Regions from separate parts of the Mus musculus genome. Here region 1 is linked to region 2. The links are chromatin contacts, called in public ChIA-PET maps. All regions are on one chromosome and are shown on one strand. Each heading gives the region's core, a stretch centred on a gene start, on an enhancer-like site or on the middle of the called end of the contact. The rest is flanking DNA. Distances are from core to core; before and after follow the strand shown. Region 1 overlaps Ext1 (exostosin glycosyltransferase 1). Region 2 overlaps Gm41323 (a long non-coding RNA gene).

Region 1 (4,106 bases), core at 686-3,185, 400 kb after region 2:
AGATTCCTTCTCTAAAGTCTCCTTAATTACATCCAGAGAAAGAGCAGGCACAAAGAGAATAACTGCCCTCTAAACCCACGGCCTTCAGTGAAGGGCTCACACTCACAGGTTGCATCCCCACAGGAGAAAGACGCTGTTCTATACTTGCCTCCTTGCCTCCTTGGGTGGCAACCTGCAAGGTCCTGCCCACACCAGACTTCTCACCTTGTTTCCTGTCACTCCCATTTGCTCAGCATCTTCCTTGCTTCAAATGTGCCCCAATTTCCCTGCTGGGCAAATACACTGTATCTGTCAACTGGAAAGAATGCTTGACTTCGGCCATGTTTCCATTAGGCCAAAAATCAGCAGACAGTTAAGAACCGAACAACTGCAACAGACTTCATCTGGCTGTCCTAGCTAAACAGAAGCATTTCATCGGTAATCTACAGCCTGTGTAAATGCTCAGGGTCTAAACAAGAATACTAACACCCAGCAGTGCACAGAGCATACATACTGCCCTGCCCAGGGGAAGTGATTTCAACCATGGCTGGTGGTCACCTAACATAGGGTGTGACAATCTTACTGAAAAGGGAGAAACCTAAAGGCCCACTCCACTGGACTGTTTCATCCATAAGCTGTCTGCTGTGCTGCTTGCCTGTGCCCTAAACCTGTGCTAGGTACCCACCCCTCGTATGATCTCAGCCAACAACTGTTAACCATCTCTGTAAGTCTCACTGGCTAAGGAGCTACAGCCCAACAGCAGACATGTTTCAATCCCAGATCCACCTTTCCAAGAGGGTCACGAGCCTTTTCAAGCCTCAATTGTGCTTGCTCTGTGTGCATGAACATAGCACAGAAGGCTTTTTATGAGATACTACTAACCATGATTTATTGTAAAGGAATGTTATTATTATTTTTATATCAAATTTATAAATAACAGTAAATGTCATCTAAAAAAACAAAGTGAGGAAGGGATTCCATAATGTGACTTCATGTGTGTTCATGTGTTTGGTTTTTGTATTCATTGGGTTGAGTTTGTGTTCTTTACTTTTGTGGATTTTTAAAAATTTTTTATTTTATTAGTTAGTTAATTTTCTAGTACTGGGGATTGAACCCAGGGTCTCAGGCATGCTAGACAAACATCCTCCCACTGAGCTATTTTCCTAGCCCTGAAGTTTGTTTTGTATCCTCTTAGATACATGATCTTGAACTGTAAAGACCTTTGAGCTTCAAACTCATCAGTACAGACCTTACAGGTGTGTACTGAGTTATTTGGTTCCACACATGGTCTTTAGGTAGCAGCTGCTGTGCCCTACTCTCCTATCTTACAGAGAAAAAGGACACATGCAGAATGTCCAGGACTCTTTAAGAAGCAAGGCTTCAAGTTAGCAGTATGCACCCAGGCCTTTATGCCCCAACCAGAGACTCTGTCTGATGACCTTCATGTCAGAAGACACAGAGCAGGGCATGGGGGCACACATCTGGAACTGTACCCACTCAGAAGCTGAGAGAAGCTGAGGCAAGATGTAGCTCCATAAAACGGCTCCATGTTGGGGTGGGGAATGAAGGAATGTGCCTGTGCCTCTGAGAGATCCCAGGCACACTGTCCCAAATATTGTCCTGTGACTAAGGTTTGCAAACTCACCACTTTTCTTGTTCCAATCTTGCAAACTGAGTGGTTAGACAGAGTTAGGGACTTCAAAGCCACGGGTAGTGGTATTCTCAGAAATTCAGCCCACTGATCAGAATTGTGGTTGCTCCAAGACCATGTCTGGCACTTTTAGATGCCACTCTTATGTAATTATGCCTTCATGGCAAAGTGAAGCCTAACTTCCCTTGCCGCTGCCTTTTTTTTCTGGGTTTTGTCAAATGTGTGAACAATGTGACACAGGAAGTGGGCCACCAGACACTTCCTATGCCAGCCTAGGAAGCCACCGAAAAACACCCTGTCTGTCCTTGTCAAGCAGAGATGTATGTGAAGGGGAAATCCCTAAAACAAGGCCAGGCAGTCAGGGGCTCCAGTTCTGTGTTACCTCACTGCCATTTAATACGTTAGAGGGTTTTTACATCACCCACTAACACCAATCTGCAGAAGCAAACGAAAGATGAGCAAACACAGCTCTCCTGAGCTGGGGAAATGACACCAATCAGATCAGCAGAGAGCCAGGAAACGACTGTTTTTTGCCAGTTCTTGATTTGTTTTGATTCAAAACAACTGGCCCCCAAATGTTTTCCTGTTCTGCCCTCCAAATCTAAAGCTGGAAGAAAATGAAGGGATTGATAATAAAGCTTTCACTATGATGGGGGAGGGGAGGGGGAGAGTGTAGAGGCAATCTGAATCAAAAAGGCCATTTACTCTCCTGTTTTTGAATACATTTGTTCTGTTCTGATAAGTGCACATTTACACTGGAGAGAAGATGGTTTTCAGAATAGGCACCTACTAGGATTAAATTTACATTCTCTGTTCAAATACAGGCACACACATTTTAAACTGACAGGGCTAGGTGTTAGGTTCACACTGGCAAACATTCAAAGGTAAGTTGTTTCAAGGAACAAATTTTGTAACTTCCAAAGCTTAAAAAATAAATAAATAAAATTTTCTGCTATTCACTTTAAGATTAGCGGGACCCCAAGACAGAAGTGACCAGTTTTAATGGCAAAGCATTCATGACATATCTTGCCATACTTGATAACCTGCACAGGTCTGACTAAGCCCAGTAAGAGGGACTGAAATCTGTATGTATAAATAATTAGGCAAAATGAGCCTGGAGATGCTCTGAGATTTGCCTGGTGACAAAGTCACAGTGACAGCTTGTTAACGTGTTCATTGAACATCACAAGCTCCACAAGAGTGGCTTTGGAAAGGATCAAGTGGGTTCCTACTGGGCAACACAGGGAGCTTGTGTTCAAATGCTCCATAAGTCAACGAATCCTACACAACGAACAGAGGAGGCTGCAGATCATACCTCCAAGGTACACCAGGCCTGTGTTTGCAAGAAGCAGAGAGATGAATGAAATTCAAGGGAAATCAAAGTTTATCTGCTGTCAGAGGGTTGTGGTTGGTTGGTTGGTTGGTTGGTTGGTTTGTTTGTTTTGATGATGCCACCTTTGGAACTGAGGAGTCAGGAAAGTATACATTTAAGGAAAAAACTATCACTTTCCACGTGGCAATTTGAAGATGGAGAATTCCATGTCCAGACATACTTTTGTTTATTTCAGAGGTGCTGATCTCTAGCCAACGTAGAGTTCAATGAGCAGTCAATGAGGTTCAGTTCAGCCAGTGCAAAATGGAAGCAGCGAGGCCATTGGAAGGTACTCACTGGATATTAGGGGATGGCTTCCAGGATCATGGATCCTAGTAGGGTAAGCCTAAGTGTTCGTGTGTGCATTGTGTTCCATGGGGACAAGGAGGAACAGGAGGAAGAAGAGGAGGAAAGACCTGGCAGGAGACAGAGAGATGGACAGACATGACATGTGGCCTAAGCAAAGGTCCCTAGGCTGAGGGAGACAGGAATGCCTCTCCGTGAAGGTCTATGATATTTATACAGGCTATGCACTTTTCACATGGACAGCTGGAACAAGGAAGCTCTTCACACTGTTGTATAAAAGCAAGTTCAAACACTTTAGTAGTAGGATTACTGTCTGGAGGAGACCACCTGGGCTAGGTGGCTCAATAAACTCATTCCAATTCATAACTAAGAATGGACAGAGATACAGGACCTAAAATTACCATTTACATCCTCTGTTAGAGGATGTTGGTGACCTCAAGTTCAATTCTGGGGTTGGGATCTACTCTGCCTTGCAATCCCTCCCAACACTGACACATGGAGAAAAACCAGCACATTTGGCCAACACACAGCTACTAAGCTGAGGCAACTCATGTCCTGGGGCAGGAGAGACCCACACTCCATCTGGCAATCTGCTGCCTACCTAGGCCCCTGGTTTCACAAGCCTGGTGAGGATCATTCCCGCTAGCAATTTACTCATTTAGTGGCTAGCTGAGCCCGAGGAGGAAAAGGGCAGAAGAAGAAAAGGAGAGCTGGTTATCGACAAAGCCCTGGCAACCTTTCTGTCGGTGCCCACTGTTTCTTAAGCATTTGACATTCTTTTCTTTTAGTTATCAGCCC
Region 2 (4,045 bases), core at 1,439-3,938:
TAATTGGAGTTAAGTTGTCAATTCTATCCCCTTAAGAATTTCCCAACAAGGAATGGCCAGTTCTCCATCTTGTGGAAAAGGGAGAGAGACCTGAGGGTGTTTTACCTAGCACTTCAGAAGCAGAATTTTAGGCACTTCCTTCCTCTCTGGAATTGGAAAAGATGATGCCTTTCAAAACCTACTTGAAGACAGAGAGGAGTTTGCCAGGGCTATTGTTGTCTTGACAATGGAGGATGATTTTCATAGACAAGTTGATTGCTTTCGAAGCTGCAGAAAAATAAAGACGATTTCAACAACTCCCTGTGACAGTGAGAGCAGCCACTTCTGAAAGGACAGAGTAAGGGAAATAAAGTGGTGGCAGTTTTACCAGTCAGCTGTCCCTCATCTGGGGGGACAATGAGGTTCACAATGCTTTCATATTAGATCAATGTGCACCTTTCCAAGGCTCTGGCAAACTTTGTGCCTGCTGAAGCTCACAAGGACTTGTAGAATGTAGCTAGGAAAGGGGGATAATGAAACCTAAGCCCCAAACCATGTTTGTGCTCTCCAGCAGCACTGAGTGTATGTAGTTAGTGTATATAAGAAGGATGCTTTCTGAGCCATTGAACGATGCTCTAAAAACTTGTCTCCCCGGATATAAAGTGAATACTTCCTTAGAAACTCAGGAAAGTATGGTTGGAATAAAAAGATATGAATGTACGTACACTCATTGGCACATCTATGTAAAGTGATCCAACGCAGCAGTCTCAATGAAACCAGGCACCGTGCTATGTGTGTTAATTTCCTCTAATAGAAGGTTCATCAAATCATCAACCATCTAGCAATCTTCACGTTACTCAAAAGATTTCTATACTTGTAACTTTTGCATTTGGGGTAGAAGCTGAGAAAACTCACTTCAGAGACAGAAGTTTAAAAATGAAAGCTTTATTTTCTGCACATTCGAAAGGGTGCCAGTTTGGAATCTGAACTGACTCCCCAAAGGGAGATTGTACAACAATTTTATGGGATGACAACACAAAGCAAGGGGGAGGAGGGAGGGCTGTTGCCTTGACCAATCATATTTCAACACAAGGCATTAAGCAGGGAAGTTAAAGTTGGTGACTGGGACGTATCCAGGTCTCCAAGTTTCAGGATCCTTGAGTCACCTTTTGCAGTCAGGTCCCTTCCTGGACTCTGACCTAGAATTTATAATGATATAGGAACAAAGGAGTGGGCAAGCAGCACGTGGTCAATTAAGTCAAGACAGGCGATGCATTTATGACTTGTGTGCTTGTAATTTAGACAACAAGATAACAGCAACTTTCATTTTTACATCCTTTCCTGGTTAGCAGAAAAACATGAAACATCTGAAGAAGCAGGATAGTAGTTGGGTTCCAGGACCTGAGAACATGAACTCAGGTTTGACCCTGTCAACAAGGTAGAACTTGTTTCTGAGATGGCTGGACTCAGAAAACTGTCTCCAAACAGTAACTAATAAGCCAAATGGGTGGAGAGCATCATACAGGTGAACTGGTATGATAGAGCATAAAGATCAAATCATTAATTACTCCTCACATTCCTGCGTGGTATTATCCTCAATTATTAGATGAGAAAGTTTAGGGTCAAACAGGCTAAGTAACTTGTATATCAATAAGGTATAAGGCTACCTATAAGATATAAGGGTACCTAACTGTAGGGGATAAAATCACTTAAGGATTCTAGAATTCTAGGTCACAGGGTTAGGTTAAGAGCTCGCCAATAATATTTATATCAAGGACCTTAGCTCTACTCATTCTCCCGCTTATGTCTCCATAGTGTGCTGGCTCTTTGTCTATAGGCTTCTAGTCTCACACACCATGAGGGCTGTAGCAGCCCCAACTATCATTTGTTTATCCATTAGAACTAAAGGGAAGGAAAAAGAGAGTAGAATTTTCTTTTGCTGCAGTTTCTCTTTTTATTAAGAAAGGAATTTTTATCCAAGTCCACCAAAGAAACAAACTATTTGACAGACACAAACCACACCAAAAGCCATGGGAGTGTGGCTGCATGGATGTCTCAGCATTGCTGTTGGAGATTGTCCTGCCAAGAAGGAAGAAGGAATGGAGCAAGTGATGGAAAAAGAAACCAACAACAAACCAGTCAGATCAATGACAGTGAGGTCCAGCTCATGCGCCAGACTTAGCGATTGACAGGGCTGAGTCTTGTATCTTAAAGGAGGTGATTTTAGCTCAAAACCAATGGGGTAGCTATTCTTGTGGTAGTTGTAACCAACAGTTTTTAACTTCAGTACTTTGTTCTTAGAGGAGCTGAGGAGTCACTCTGTGGGTCAAGGGCTGCCTGGAAAGAATGGCTGTGTGTCTGGGAACTGACTCTCTCATCTGGAGTAAAACAGATTTCCCAGTGAGATTTTCTGCCCCACAGTCTAAGTCACCCACTGTCCTTGTTAGGGTTTCCATTGCTGTGAAGAGACACTGTGAGCAAGGAAACGTTCCTAAAGAACAACATTTAATTGGGGCTGGCTTACAGTTGCAGAGGTTCAGTCCATTATCATCATGGTGGGAAGCATGGCAACATCCAGGCAGACATGGTGCTGGAGAAGGAGCTGAGAGTTCTACATCTTGATCTGAAGGCAGGCAGGAGGACACCCTCTTCTACACTGTGTGGAACTTGAGCACAGGAGGAAACCTCAAAGCCCACCTCTACATTGGCACACTTCCTCCAACAAGGCCACACCTCCTCCAACAAGGCCACACTCCTAATACTGCTACTTCCATGACCCAAGCATATTCAAACCATCACAGCCACATAATCTGCAAGTTGACTGCTTGTTTGTTTGTTTGATTGATTGATTGACTGTTTTGTGTTTTGTTCCTGCTTCTAGGCCAAAAAGACCTTCCCTAGCCCACCAGGACTTTCATCACCCAATAGCAGAACATTATTGAGTTGTTCAGATAGATAGAAGGACAGTCTTCTGCTGTCTGACGCTGCCTCCACCTCCTCTCATGCTTGTTGGGTGCAGCTGCATGGTGGTTTATACTGTTAAATTCTGTGGCTTTGACAGCAGATCAAAAAAAAAATGGTAATAGGTCGGCTTATTTTGAGTGCAGTCAGAGGTTATGAGAGGGCAGCCCACAGACCAACACCCTTATCCCCACAGGAAGTACATTAGCAGCGTTGACTCTCAGGCCATACCCTAGAGTGTGCTGAAGAAGAAGATTGCATTTTAACAAGATCTATAAGACTTCCATCTGCAAACTTATCTCATTTACATAAGACAGTTTTCTATCTAATCTCTGGCCCAGCCTAACTATTTAGACCACTATCTGTTTTGTTTGTTTGTTTGTTTGGTTGGTTGGTTTGGGTTGGTTTGGGTTGGTTTGGGTTGGTTTGGTTTTTAGAGGTTTCTCTGTAGTCTTGGAATTGACTATGTAAACCAGGCTGGCCTTGAACTTACAAAAATCTACCTGATTCTGCCTTCCAAGTGCTAGGATTAAAGACTTGTGTCCCCACAGCCTGGCTAAACATGTATTTTAGATTTTTGGGGGGGTGGGGGGGTCATAGATCACTATCCTTAAATTTAGTATAAACTTCCAGTTGGCATATACTTGTTATATATTCCATTATATAGAATTCCTTTATATGCAGTGCTGCCGTAGCCCTGTATTTACACTTCTTTCTAGGCCTGGTTTGTGAGGGCTCCCCTGTGGTGAGCTCTATCAGCTGGCACAGCCTCTCAGGAGCTGATTCTTTATGGTCTTCCTAGATCTTCTTTCAGAGATGCCCCTTAGCAGCATGTGTCAGGCACTGTGGGAAAGCTAACAACATCTCGATAGGAAAATGCTATAGATCAGTGTTGTGTTCCCAGAGAACTAGCATACACAGGTAACCTGTGTAAGTCAGGCATGCTGGATCTTGGCACAGTAACTTTACATAAGTATGCGAAGGCACTGGCATTTTCAATGTACTAATTCTTCATGCAATGGACTGGTTGTTCCTGTTTATTCTCTCCTTGGTCAAAATGCACAGATGATACCACCCGGAAATCTCACTGAAATACTGTATCTAC

The links. ChIA-PET counts read pairs in DNA pulled down with a chosen protein or histone mark.
Region 1: a contact with region 2 is called in an RNA polymerase II ChIA-PET map of memory CD8 T cells, with 15 read pairs. The contact joins two enhancer-like sites. A contact is called at or near these places in 1 of 15 datasets of contacts at CTCF or cohesin (the NIH/3T3 cell line) and 1 of 115 datasets of contacts at active chromatin or transcription factors (memory CD8 T cells).

What each region holds. Positions count from the first base shown.
Region 1 is chr15:53,155,531-53,159,636 of GRCm38.p6, forward strand. All of the region lies in intron 1 of Ext1 (exostosin glycosyltransferase 1), which reads right to left. Among named protein-coding and RNA genes, the nearest start is that of Ext1, 190 kb to the right of the region's middle. Within about 2 kb of position 1,936, at least 70 of the 459 cell types and tissues checked have an H3K27ac peak or open chromatin away from gene starts, as enhancers often do. A contact at or near this core is called in memory CD8 T cells, where this site is marked.
Region 2 is chr15:52,750,798-52,754,842 of GRCm38.p6, forward strand. The region is part of intron 3 of Gm41323 (a long non-coding RNA gene); the gene reads right to left. Among named protein-coding and RNA genes, the nearest start is that of Gm34794, 33 kb to the right of the region's middle. Within about 2 kb of position 2,689, at least 56 of the 459 cell types and tissues checked have an H3K27ac peak or open chromatin away from gene starts, as enhancers often do. A contact at or near this core is called in memory CD8 T cells, where this site is marked.